Linked DNA regions of Mus musculus: all the other regions are linked to region 1. A link is a contact called in public promoter capture Hi-C data. All regions are on one chromosome and are shown on one strand. The core of a region is the stretch at or near the end of the contact, and the rest is flanking DNA. Distances in the headings are between cores, read along the strand shown. Region 1 holds the start of Plpp6 (phospholipid phosphatase 6). Region 2 overlaps Pdcd1lg2 (programmed cell death 1 ligand 2). Region 3 overlaps Gm41829 (a long non-coding RNA gene).

Region 1 (4,452 bases), core at 559-3,058:
CCCCTGGCCATGGCCTACTTCCCGGTCTGCCTCCTTCTAAGCTCTTAGTTCCCCTGACTCTCCCCAGCAGCTCAGCTTCTTGCCCCCTGGTATGCTACTTGTCCATGGGACTAGGAAACAAAACAGTAGGCTCATACTTACATTTCTGTGGGAACCTTAGACAAGCCCACCTTTTGAATATGTCTTCTTCCATATCTTGGTTTGTTCTATGAGTGCTAAAAGATAACGTTAAATAGTAGTAGAAGTTAACTATCTAAAGATCGTTTGAGAGGTACTGGGAGCAGAAAGGAAAATACTCTGTGGAACCTCTTAACTACCAAGTCCACAAGGGTGGGAGAGCTTAAAGGAATCAGAAGAAGGAAAAAGCTCCAATTATGGCAACATATTCAGAGAGTTAAATTGGAGAAAAAAAATCTGTTTTGAACTTTAAAATTATTGTTTAAAATTTACTGCAGGTAAAGGGTGGGAATAGCACATGGTTTATCTAGCTAATGGCTCTTAAATTTTAATTTACAAGTAATAACATTGTTTTTTTGGGGGGTGAGGGGAATTACTCATTAACGTTGTCAACTTTAAGTAAATAGCAATCATACAGTCAGCCAGCTTGATTTCTTTACAGTTGTCTTGGTGATAAATAGCTGTCAAATACACAGTAGACTTTGTTTCTCAAGTATGGCCGTGTTCAGTAATAGCCAGCATGCGCTCCGGTCTAGGAACCTGTCAAGACAGTGGGATCCCAGAATTCCCAAAGTTGCCCAGAGGGGCAACTAGATGGCTCTGGCTTAGGTCAGCATCCTCGAGTGTGGAATCCTTCAGACCTCAAGGTGTCAATAATCAATGAGATGGTGTCACTGTTGATTCCACAGTACAAAAAGAACTGGAACATTGTGGGGTGACAGCCAGCAATAATCCACAATGCTGTACTGCATGTAGCCCAGAAAAAAGCCAAAAGCCACATCAGTGACGTTGTGCCGCCCGAGCATGACCCTAGAGAGACCCAAGACGAAGGCCCACAGGACCACCAGCACCCTCAGTGGAATGGCCAGTACCAGGTGGTTTAGGATAAACCGCGACACCAGGGCGGCCCTCGTGGCGTGGCCCGAGGGAAAGGAGTACCTGTCCACCGAGAGGGTGAAAAACATGTCCTTTTGATTGTGCGCGGGTCGGCGCCTGCGGACCAGCCCTTTAATCACAGCTACCAGCAGCAGGTCCAACAGCAGGGCGAAGAGCAGGTTCATCAGCACTTCGCGCCCGGCCCAGCTGTCGCTCCTAAGCAGGCAGTAGAGGGTGCCCAGCAGCCAGGGGATGCCATGCCCTGAGATCTCCAGCAGCTTCATCAGGGGCCGCACGCTGCCCCAGGCCGAGCTCTCCCCAGCACACACCCCCAGCTTCTTGGACAGCCACAGGTCGATGGCCAGCAGGGAGCGCAGGGCGATGCCCAGGAAGGACGGGTTCAAGTTCATGCGGGCGTCCTCCGGCGGCGGGGCCGGGGCTGCTTGTGCGGGGCCCGAGGCGGCCAGCGGGAAGGAGCCGCGCCGGTGCACCGGGCTGTCGGACGCGCGCAGCCGAGCGCAGGCGGGGTCCGCGCCCGCGCGGCAGTTCAGCAGCGATTGGAACTCGAACCTGCCGCCGCCGCTGCCACCGCCGTGGGCCGGGCTGCCCGGGACGCTGCTTCCGCCCGAGGAGCCCAGCGGCCGTCCCTCGATGGTCCTCCGGGGGCTCGGCATCGCGGAGGGAGGCCGGTCCCGGGGACCCGGGCAGACCGGAGACAGGCTTCCCAGCCCGTCAGCCTCTTCCGCTTCCGCACTGCCATCCCGGAGGGCGGGCCGAGGAGCCGAGCCGCAGAGCACGATTGTGACACCTGGCGGAGACGTGGGAGGGAACCGGGAGTACCAGCTTGAGGAGAGGTGGGAAGTGCAGGTGAAGGACGCAGTGATGGCGTCATTTCAGAGCTGTGGGAGGTTAGGATAAACAGCCCCTCTGCACAAAAAAAAAAAAAAAAAACAAAAAACAAAAAAAACCAATCCCTTGATTGCCCTCCTCTTCTTTTTAAGATTTCTTGCCCCGGAGTGTTCCTGCCGGACAAGGAAGCTGTGTACCTTGGAGTCTACCTTCTGAATCAGTACCTGGAGACAGACTGCTTTCCCCCTGTGTTCCCTGTTGTGATTCAACAGAGCATGAGATTTGTAAAGGTGATTTTGACTTCTCAGTGGGTTTTGCTGTCTGAAACCAGTTTAATGGTCATAAAGAATAGTGGTTTTGTACATTTATTCCCCGCCCCCCCCCCCCTTTTTTAACACAGTGTAAAAAGTACAAGCGGCCTTGAGGCAAAAACCATAGTTTGGAAGTCTTGCTTTTTGCAATGCAGGCCTGAGCCAAGTTCTGTCAATTGAGTGCTAAATACCCTGGTGGATGCTTTCTATTCTTGGAACTCCCATGGCATTTTCTAACTGGAGCAGAGAGCGTTTCTGAATGTTCTTGGAGGTGTTAGAGACAGTTGCATTGCATTTATGAAAGGGGCTATTAATAAACTGCAGATCTTAAGAAAAACTTTCTTAAGCTTGGGAAAATAACTTAAAACTATAACCAAATCAGCTGTACCTGGTAATTGAAAGCCTGTAACTAAACAAGAAAGCTGTTCATATTTTCTGAGTTTCCTTAAGTCATGTGCGTGTTATATAACAATAGTAGTAAGGGCTAGATTCCATTCCAATGAGTGCAATTGTGATTTTAAAAATTGTAAAAATCACCGGCCAGGGCTTCCCACTGCAGTATGCTGCTGACTATTCAATACTCTGCAATCACCAACAACACCCTAAGGTTCTGGTTTTAGCTTTGGAGTTGAAATTGGAGTAATCTTTAGTAAACCTAGTGGTTTTGCCCAGGGTCCCCTAAGGTGGACTTTTGGGGTGGAGGGAAGATTGTACATATCGATCCTAAAGTCTGGAAGATGTTTTCCAGAAACCTACCTATTTCTTGTAATCCAAGGATGAGAGAAAAGATGCGTTTTTAAAAACTGCAGCCTGTTCATTGGAAAAACGTCCGTGAAACTGGTTGGGTAAAAGTGATTGGATATTATCTTGGGAAATAGTCAGAACCCAGATGGTCCTACTGGCCATATGTGGGTGATAGACATGGTGTGAAGTAGGTGCTGAAAATGACCCCCACCACTTTCCCCACTCACCAGTTGCTGGCCCTGTACCAGACTTCTAAGATAGAATTGTAAGAGGTGCATAGATATGAAATTATTCTAACAGGGCATGATACATCCATCAATACCTTGGGAACTTAACTTAATCTGACCACCTCTGTTTTTAAAAAAGAGAATGCCTGAGATTCACAATTTAGATGCTTCTCCTGCTGGGTGGGAAAGCCTGAGGTTTCTAGTCAAACATACCATGGAACCATTTTTTTTTCTTTGAGTTGTTTAGGCTCATATTCTAGTTTCTTCTAGTTCCAGGTTTCTTGAGATCTGTTCCATTCTTTAGCTGAAAACTCGTGTGGCACATAGCAAAAGCATTTTCCTTCCCCACATCTCTTTGCATGGCTTAGATTTGAATAATTTAAAAGTACGTGGGTAAACAAATTCCTCATAAAAATTCACAAGCCATTGTATTTGAATAGACTAAGCTAAGTGTTTGCTTCCCAAGATCACCCTTGAGAAAAACCCTTACACGTAACGTAGGTAGATATGTTAGGTTCTTAGAGCTCACATACACAAGTAGCCCACAAGCAGCAAACTTACTTACTGTCTCACAGTCCTGGAGACTGGATGTCAAAGAATGGTGGTGTGGATCTCGCTACATCCTGAGGCATGGTGGGAGCTAGTTCTTTGGTTTATAGCAGTGGTTCTCAACCTGTGGGTTGCGACCCCTTGGGAGAGTTTGACTTTTTCACTAGGGTCACCTAAGACCAGTGGGGGGGGGGGACACAGATTATGCTGTTATGACTCATAACAGCAGCAAAATTACAGTTATGGAGTAGCAATGAAAACAATTGTATGGCTGGGGAGTCACCACTATATGAGGAACTCTTTTAATGGGTCGCAGAATTAGGAAGGCTGAGAAACATGGGTTTTATAGCACCATAACTCCAGTATGTACCATTTAACCATTTATTCTCTCTAGCACATGGAATTCAAAACATTCTGGGCATTAGCCAGAGGAACTCCAGTTCTTTAAGGCAAAGGAAGATATGTGTGAACTGTAAAACAAAAGCAGAGCCTTCACTGATCAGAAATGCCAGGTGTCCTTGCTGGGTTTGGGTCCTATGCTGGCTCTGTCCACTTTAACTGAGTAACTGCATTTGCTCTGGGTTGCACGCCAGAATAGAAAACTCTATGCCTGGTTTGTAATAGTGGCTCCTCCTGAGCATTGTGTAATAGTGGCTCCTCCTGAGCTCTGTGTAATAGTGGCTCCTCCTGAGCTCTGTGTAATAGTGGCTCCTCCTGAG
Region 2 (4,452 bases), core at 1,259-3,758, 460 kb before region 1:
TGGGTAGTGGGGAGAGATGGATCAATAATACCCTGGAAAGTATTCTTTTCGCTACTTGAAATATCCAGTAACCACACTCCCTCTAAAAGAATGCCCACAGATACTCATTTCCGGCTTTGGCTAGGAGCCACCACCTGCTCATCGTCCCCAGGACCCTCCCATCTTCCGTTCCTACCTGCTACAGGATGAAGTTGTAAGCTCAGGTTCAGTATCGGCAGCAGGAGCAGCATGGTCTGTGTCAATCTGAAACAGACAATTGAGAGTCTCAGGGCTCCGCGCGCGCTTTTTCAGTCTCTGAGAGTTTAACTCATCCCAAGAGCAGGGTAATGACTCAGAATCCAATCTTATGGGAGATGCAAGTGACAATGGAGGAGCAAAGACAAGAAGAGAGGCTGCGGGTTGCTTTTCTGGAGAAGAGCTTATTATGCACAGCAAGGAGGAAGACGACACTCTTTCTGAATTCAAATGAGCTGCTCTTCTTGCTCCTCGCATGGCCTTTTCTGGAGAGCAGGGTGGACAGCAACAGCCACCCACACTGGCAATCATCCGTATCCTTGCGGGCCTCCACGTCACTTTCTAAAGCTCAGTCAGTACCAAAATCAGTCTTGTTTACCTAATAATAAGCCATCATCTGTAGCTGGACTGGAACTCGCGGAGCGTGATCCCGGAGAACAGGGCTCAGGAGACCAGAGCTGGTGTATCAATATGTATTAATTGACTAAGCAGAAAGCATGAAGCTGTTGAGTGCTGCCACCCCCAACGTGCCTGTTGTATGGTTTGTCTCTTAATGAGCTTTCTAATTATTAGCTTTCAAATTACTTATTTCTTGGAGGGGGGGTTGAAGCAGGGTCTCAGATTGTCTAGGCTGGCCTCTATCTATGTTACATAGCATAGGCTGACTTTGAACTCCTGATCTTGCTTCCACTTTCAAGTACTAGGATTACAGGCAAGTGTCACCGTGACTGACCCACTTTTTATTCTTTTGGACATATTAAATTGAGGTTAATTTTTATTACTTGTTCTAAGATATACCTCAAAGAAGCTTAGTAGAGTCTGTATGCTGAAAATGTTTACCTCCACGTTATAAAGACTTTTATCAGCTAACTGTTAATTGTCTTACACAATGGATTTCATTGTAACTCTTCAGGTATGTTTATAATGTACTTTGGGTTATGTTTAGTCCATTTACTGGATCTGCCACTTCCCCCATCTCCTCATTGCCCCCTTCCTCATTAGCAATTCTATAAATGGCATTGAATTCTTCCTTATGGCTGACTAATGTTCTATCATCATTCATATATATATATATATATGTATATGCATATATATGTATATATATGTATATGCATATATATGTATATATACATATATGCATATATACATATGTATGTATATATATTCCATTTATCTATCAGTGAGCACCTGGGTCAGCAACATAACTTGCTTACTATAAATGGTAGAGCAATAAGCATGGATATATGAATATTTGGAAGCTGACGTAGACTTCACTGGGTATACTTGGAGGAGGGGAACAGCTGGATCATATGGTGGTGCCAGTTTTAGTTGTTTTATTAAGGAATATCCATGCTGATTTCCATAGTGGCTGTACTAATTTACACTCCCATCAGCAGTGTGCAAGGGTTAATTTTGCCTGCATCTTTGCCAATATCTGTTGTTTTGATGTTTCCTTGACGATAGCCATTTTGATTGGGTGGGTGTCTGTGTTTTATGAGAGCTCTCAGGTCTGCCGGGGTCAGGAGGTGTGGTAGGCCCTGCTCTAGGGGACAGGAGGTATGACTGGCAGGCCCTGCTCTAGCTCAGTGTGGCTCCATCTCCTGTTTCACTTCTGACCTCAGGTTTTCTGCATCCACAGAGTGCTCATGTTTGAAGCCAGCTGGGAAGACACACTGCTGTCAACCCTTCTGTCTTGAGGCTTTATTAGCCAGAGTAAGCTGCACGCCTCAGGCCCGGGAAAGCAGAGCCAGTAAGCCGGTGGAGGGCTTCGCTCTGGAGCCCCGGGGACTTTGTCTGCATTTTTAGAGAGGACGGTGCTTTGGTTAGAGAGTAGACTGCTTTGGAAGGATGAGCTGCAACGCAGCCTTAGGAGGGCACTGTATACATTTGCACTAGGGTGCTGGGCTAGTGGAGGGCGTGATCTGTGGAGGGTTTTAAAGATGTGTTCATTAAATTTATTTTTAAATGTTCAGCAGCTTTATTAAAATGTTGTTAACACACAAAAGCAGGCCGTATAAACTTAATGTAAACTCTTGGCACACTATTCATTCAGTTGGACTGCTTAGTATATGCATAGAGTTGGCTAACCAACACCACTATTTAATTTGGCAAATCTTAATTACCACTAAAAGAAGGAACCATATTCACTCAGAAATAGTCCCATTTCCCCTTCCTTTTTCCAGAATCCTGGCAGGTGTCCATCTGTGTTGGTCAACTGCTTGTGTTGACATTTCATAGAAATGACATTGAGTAGCCCTTGACCTTTTGTGGCTTGCTTCTTGCACTGAGCATGATGTAAGGTTTATCTGTTGTGCAGCACACATCAATACTTTATTCCTTTCATAATGGGAAGATATTGCATTGTATAATAAGCCAAATGTGTTTATTACTTGCTAACATTTTCTCATAAGAACTAAGTCTGTTCTGTTCATATCTGGGTCTCTAATCTGTTTTGAGTTCATTTTTGTGTATGAGCAAGGTTCTTTTGCACATACTCCAATAAATTTATTTTAAAAAACTAAACTGTCCTTTCTCTGTAGAATTATCCCAGCATCCTGGATGATAAACGTGGGGTGTATTCCTGGACTTTGCATCCATGTTGCTCAGGTCTGTGTCTGTTCTCTGCCCCCATCACATAGTGCCGTTTACTGTAGCTTTGTGAAAAGTTTGAAATTAGGAAGTAAGGCCGTCAGCTTTGTTCCTTCTGAAGTCCTCTCTCTCCCCCTCCCTCTGGCCCTTCCTCCTCCTTTCCCTTGAATTTCTCTCTCTTGAGTTTCTGTATGAATTTTAGGGTAGACTTGTCTATTCTGCACAAAAGGAACTGGTGTGCTTTGCTAGGAATTACATTGACTCAGCAGTTCCATAATTATCTCAACAATGTTGTCTTTCAAACTCTAAAAGCAGTCTTTCAGTTTTCTTTTCTTTTTCAGATTCTGAAATATTAAAAAAAATTATTATTATTGGCAACAAAGCCATGTGTAGGAGCAAGTGCCATGGTATGCATCTGGAAGCTAGCTTTATGAAGTTGGTGCTCTCCTTTCATGTTGTGTGAGGTTTAGGAATAGATCTTAGGTCACCAGGCTGGCTCAATAAGAATCTAGACTCACTAGGCTATCTCACCATACCAAGGTTTTAAACTTTTTATTTGCATACTTAAAAGCTTTACATTCTAATAGTTACACATTCTAATAATTAAAATAATTTGAAAAAAAAAGGCACTCTGATTATAGGACACGCTGCAGCCTGCAGGACACAGAGGGTGACCTTGGATTTTACTCCAGGTCTCACCACTTTCCAAATCCAGCTTCTTCGCTCACCAGCAGGACGTTCTTTCTCTTTCCTGCCAGTCAGACCTGTGGATGTGAGAGGCAAGCCGAGCCAGCCAGAACTTTGTTGCCAATTGTTACCGCTGTGAAAGGGAGAACCGAGTCTTTTAAACTTTGTCCAACCCCTTCACATTTTACAAAGCTAAACAGAGTAACCAAGTAAGGTCAGAAGGTGATGTTTGCTGAGCGCTCACTGCCTGTTGGTGGCACTTGCCTCACCATCTGCCCACTCCCGTCTGTTTGCTTGTTTCTTTTGAAGGAAGAGATTCTCTCTTAACATTTCTAGGCTCTTCAGTCTCCACTTACTGAACTACAGGATGTCAGCCACATCCGGTATTTCAGATAAGGTTGAGGAGAGAACCCAGCGAAGTGTGTGAGCAATAAAGCCTGATCTGTTATAGACTAGCCCATTTTCTTAGAGCTATGTTTTTGAAAACAAAACAAAACAACAACAAAAACAAAAAAAAAACAAAAAAACACCTGTAGGACATTGCTGACAGTATAGGTAATTAAAAGGAAATACAGACCTCCTGGGCTTAGGGATGGAGTCATTAGGACACTAGAGGGCTAGGAACATCCATTAGATCTGAAATGCCTGCTAGAGTGCCCAGAGAAGTTCCTCAAGATGTGGAAGGGCAGACAGTATAAAGCTGGAGGTAGAGATTGGACCTGCTTAATGGTCACGTAGGCCACAGCCTGCATGGCATCAGGGATGAGAGATGGGAAGAACAAAGTGGGAAGCAACAGACCTGAGGTACTGATTGCAACATGTCTGGACCATGTAAGTCTTCCTTACAAAATGCATAACTTGAAAAGTTATTGTCTTCACGCACAGTAGTTGGCACTTGCCAACGTTCTCACTTTTGGACAGTGACAGGGTGACAAGAGCCAG
Region 3 (4,452 bases), core at 489-2,988, 270 kb before region 1:
AAAGCACTAAGGTGAACCCTGACCTGGAATGACAGGAATTCCTAGGAATGCACAGGAACACAGGCTATGTGAATTGGAGGCAGAGGTCACCGTGACACATCTTCCTAAAGAGGAACAGGTTAAAGAGACCTGGGGGCCATCAGAAGCTGGAAGAAGCAACGAAGGAATCCTCTCACCCCGAAACTTCACACGAAGCTTGACCCTTGCCAACCCCTTGGGAAGCCTAGTTTTCAGATTTATGAAAGAATAAGTTCCTACTGATATAAGCCATCCAATGTGGTAGTCTAGGGTAGTCTAGAAAAGTAATAGACTAGGTAGTGCTTCTCAAACTGAAGTCCAGACAAGTCTTGGACTTTTTAAATTCCCCTGTCTGACACAGGAAATGCTGCCTGAGAATTGACAGCGACTTGTTAGAGGGAAGAAATCAGTCTCCTTATTACTCTTTCCTGTTTGTTTGCTTTCCCATTGAATCGCAGTGCTTCTGTTTACTTATTTCCTGTCACCTTCACTTGTCACACGACAATGATAAAGGATGTAGCAGTCCTAAGGCAGGCTTTGGCTGGGTACTCCACGGCTACAAGAATGTTGGTATCACACACATCCCTCCCAGATGTCAAATCAGCCCTTTCCTGAAGCACAGGAAGCTTGCCGGGAACCAAGGACATTCCAGCAAGTTCAGCTTTAGTAAGAATGATGACAGGAAAAACGTGTAAGGCGACTATTAATTACTGAAATATGCTTGTCTTAAACCTCGTGAAAGCGTAGGGTGTATGCCTTCATGTCTACTGTCGATATAAAAACATTTTAATGTACGTTCGCTGAGAAAACTACCGTCCTCTGTTTTAAATTTCTAAGTAAGTGTTAATACGTGCCACTTGTGTAAAGTTTTAAATGTTTGGAAAATATCGTAAATCTCTCTTGGCCTTTCCTATCCCTCTTCATTTTTCAGAATTGACCACTGAGCCCGTGTATAACCTTTCACACTCTCTGGAGTGCATTTTTTACACATATCCAACAGCGAAGTTCTGTAAGCAAAAATGATAATCCCATATTAGTACTTTCTGTTACCAGCTCTTCACCCCACACACTCATTTTAATCTTTACAGTCTGTCCTATTTGTTTAAACTCTTACATAGTCTCCAGGAAACAGGTAACTCTCAATTTACTGAAAACTCTACTTGTGGATATTTAGCTTTCTAATTTTTCACAACTACATGTGTTGTACATACATTTCAAAGCACAAAAAGGTTGCCCAAAATACACACTTAGACTCTCTGGACTAAAGGAAATATGCATTTAAATTTTACTGACTACAGCCAGAGTAATATTTTAAAATCTCATTATGGTATACCAATCTCCATTCATCTATAGTCATAGAATTCTGGATATTATGAATCTTTAGTTTTAGATCATTTTAATCTTAAACTACATTCATCTCTGGTAGCACAACAGGTATTTATTAAGTATGTATTTTGTGCATAGAAAACACTTCGAAAAGAATCCTGATATAAATAATACATAATAGCTAAGGGCATAGGGTACATTGGGTGTCGTTCAAAGGATTTATATCTATTTGTAAAACAAAAATAGCTCTAATGTCCTCACCATGCTCATTAGTCTGTAAAGAGCCCATCGAGTGGGTGGGGGAGGCGGAGAAAAGGCTGTCAGCCTAGATGCTGCCACAGACCGAGCAAGAGTAGCTGCAGGCAGTCACCTGACCCTGCAAACATACCGCAGCTTCTTAAGCAGAAAAACTGCACAGTTGACAATAAGAGAAGACATTGTAAGGGAACAAAACTGACTGCTGATTCTTCTCATTTGCTGGCTGATCCCCACCCCCAAGCATAAAGAAGATCAACTGACAAAGGAAGGGGGTGGCTGATATGTACAAATGCTGGCTTTAAAGATAAAAGCGGAGGCATAAAGACACTATCTAGAAGACAAGGAGGGCAAAGGGACCAAGGACTGACCGTAGTTGATTACTAGACAAAAATAAAAACCCACCAGAAAGCAAAAATTTGGCACAAGGCTCAACAACAGCGTTGTTGTGGGTGTCTCTCCACCCACCCCAAAGTTCAGAATAAAAAGTTCAACTCTGTCAGGGTTTGGAACTTCCCCAGGTGTGAAAGAGGAAGTGAAACCAAGGGCAAAAGTTGAGACAGCACGCAAGTGACTACTACAGGTGAGAAGCCACACAAGTGACCGCTACAGGTGAGAAACATCTATGTCCAAAATCTTTGGGGATTGAAATTGTCACAGATTTGGAGATATTTGCCTGTACATATGACATTTCTTGGAGACAATATCTAAGACTAAATACAAAATTGACCTATCTTTTAACTAGGCCATCGTTTTAAAATTGCACATCTAATGTTTATTTAAAAGGGACATAAATTGCAGGCGGAGGAATTGTAGTGGAGCATCTATCTTCATCAAAATACTGGTAATTCTACTTAAACTGTGGAGAACTGAAGACAACCACTTCCTGGATGAATGACAGTTGGCTGTGAAATCAGTTTTTAATAATCTAGGAAATAGCAGTGACATTCAATGTTCTCCCTCTATTCCTTAATGCTTTGTATGTCTCAACCAGATGCTTTCTGTAGTCTGCATTTCTAGGCAAGATTATATGTTAGGTCAAATAATGTGTTTGAGTTAGTTCCCACAATGGGTAGAACAATAAACATGCCTTCAACAAATAATTATTGAGTTGACTTGAGATACAGCAAGTCCACATGGCAGTCTGGGCCCTTGACAAAGAAGGGCAGTTCTTTCTCCTCATGCTTCTAATCAGTGGAGGACAAAAGGGCCAAAAAAAGAAGTCCCCCACTGCATCAATGACAACAATGTGCACATAATTGTAACATTCAGTCATGGAAATATACATCTTCACAGTGCTGTGTTTTATAAAAAGATAAAGAAACCAGGGATATGTTTGGTGGAGGTGCCTCTGCAGGACCATACTGAGCCATCCATCCCTTCTCCCTGAGGGACCATCCATATGATGGTATAGTATAGAACAGACTTTATTCAGTGCATGGGGAAGGGAGTTGAGAGAAAGGCAGAGAGAGAGAGAGAGAGAGAGAGAGAGAGAGAGAGAGAGAGAGAGGTGTAGACTGGCCACGAGCATGTAGTGGTGGGATGGGGAGAGAGAGGGTAAGAAGCAAGAAGATAGAGCAAAAGCAAGAGAGCAAGAGAGAGAGAGGAAGGGCAAGCATCCCTTTTTATACAGAGTCAGGCACAGCTGGCTGTTGCCAGGTAACTTTGGGGCAGAGTCTAGACTAAATGCCAACACACAGTATTTCATTCTTTATTTTGAAGATAATAACCATATTATGAAGTAGCCAGTGCCTTGATCAAATAAATTTCAAATATCTGTGGCGATACTCTACTCTTTCAGAATAAGAATGATCTTTAAATTGGCCTACAGACAAAAGGACAGTATAGACGAACATCCATTTAATGTGGAAGACATTTTTAGACACATTCATACACCACACAGTATTCCTGCAGAGATAGTTTACACATTTGTAGCAGAGACCAACACCTCTGCATGACAAATTTGAAAATGCTTCCTTTCTAGATAAAAGACTATCTTTCACACTAATTTATTATTGGAATTTAAGCTTTAGCATGCCCCTTAGGAAGATGAACTGGGGGGTTTGGGGGGTGATTTGGTGGTGGCAATGGTGGGTTTTGATGTTTGAGGTTTGGGGTTTTTGTTTGTTTTCTGGTTTCTCCCCTGACTCCAAAGCCTCTGGCCATAGTTCTAGTTTTCCTTCCTTTTGAGGGGAAGGGGTGGGGATAGACTGAAGCATGTCCTGTATTTCCAAAGAGTCTGGGGGAAATGTTAATGCCCATTGCAGTTTGCAAAGTGATCCTGTAAAAATTAAGACGTTAGGGCTGGAGAGATGGCTCAGTGGTTAACAGCACTGACTGTTCTTCCAGAGGTCCTGAGTTCAATTCCCAGCAACCACATGATAGGTAGCTCACAACCAACTCTAATGGGCATCCAATGCTGCCTTCAAATAAATCTTTTTAAATTTTTTTTAATTAAGACATTAAAATACACATTACTTCTCATAAGGTGTTTGCCAGCGACAGAACTGCTTCAGAAAAATTCAGCATTTAAGAATAGTTGTGAAATTGAAGTATGAATAGGTATAATCCTTTGCCAACTTGGTAGTAGCATTCAGTACCTCAGACCTAGTGACTATATTTCTAAAAATATATCCTAAAGAAAAAAATCAGTAAAAAGAGCTTTATGTGTGTTGATATTCACTATGGTCTTATCTACAATATCAAAAACCTTTAAAGCAAAGGAAGTGTTCAAAATTGGGGAGATAATGAACGAGTTATGATACTTTATGGGTAGAATGTTATTCAACAACCACAATTATTTTCACTAAGTGACAAAGGAGAGAACTCCAAGACACCGACCCTCTGGAAAAA

The links. Promoter capture Hi-C pulls out the DNA fragments that hold promoters and counts their contacts.
Region 2: a promoter capture Hi-C map of liver shows a contact between it and region 1. A contact is called at or near these places in 7 of 39 promoter capture datasets (the 3T3-L1 cell line, cranial neural crest, hippocampal neurons and 3 more) and 1 of 9 other capture datasets (adipose tissue).
Region 3: a promoter capture Hi-C map of the C10 cell line shows a contact between it and region 1. A contact is called at or near these places in 4 of 39 promoter capture datasets (the C10 cell line, liver and second pharyngeal arch cranial neural crest), 2 of 484 Hi-C or Micro-C datasets (cortical glia and embryonic stem cells), 7 of 130 datasets of targeted methods (the NIH/3T3 cell line, craniofacial prominence, embryonic basal ganglia and 4 more) and 3 of 9 other capture datasets (adipose tissue, liver and pancreatic islet).

Annotation. Positions count from the first base shown.
Region 1 is chr19:28,961,276-28,965,727 of GRCm38.p6, reverse strand. It overlaps Plpp6 (phospholipid phosphatase 6), which reads right to left and starts at 1,808. Exons shown (of 1, transcript NM_028922.3): 1 at 1-1,808. The coding sequence starts at 1,727. The coding sequence ends at 849. It overlaps 4430402I18Rik (RIKEN cDNA 4430402I18 gene), which reads left to right. Exons shown (of 14, transcript NM_001374140.1): 3 at 2,055-2,192.
Region 2 is chr19:29,418,162-29,422,613 of GRCm38.p6, reverse strand. Pdcd1lg2 (programmed cell death 1 ligand 2) reads right to left here. Exons shown (of 6, transcript NM_021396.2): 2 at 176-243. The coding sequence starts at 230. Among named protein-coding and RNA genes, the nearest start is that of Pdcd1lg2, 9.5 kb to the right of the region's middle.
Region 3 is chr19:29,234,532-29,238,983 of GRCm38.p6, reverse strand. Gm41829 (a long non-coding RNA gene) reads left to right here. Exons shown (of 2, transcript XR_877802.2): 2 at 1-927. Among named protein-coding and RNA genes, the nearest start is that of Gm41829, 8.7 kb to the left of the region's middle.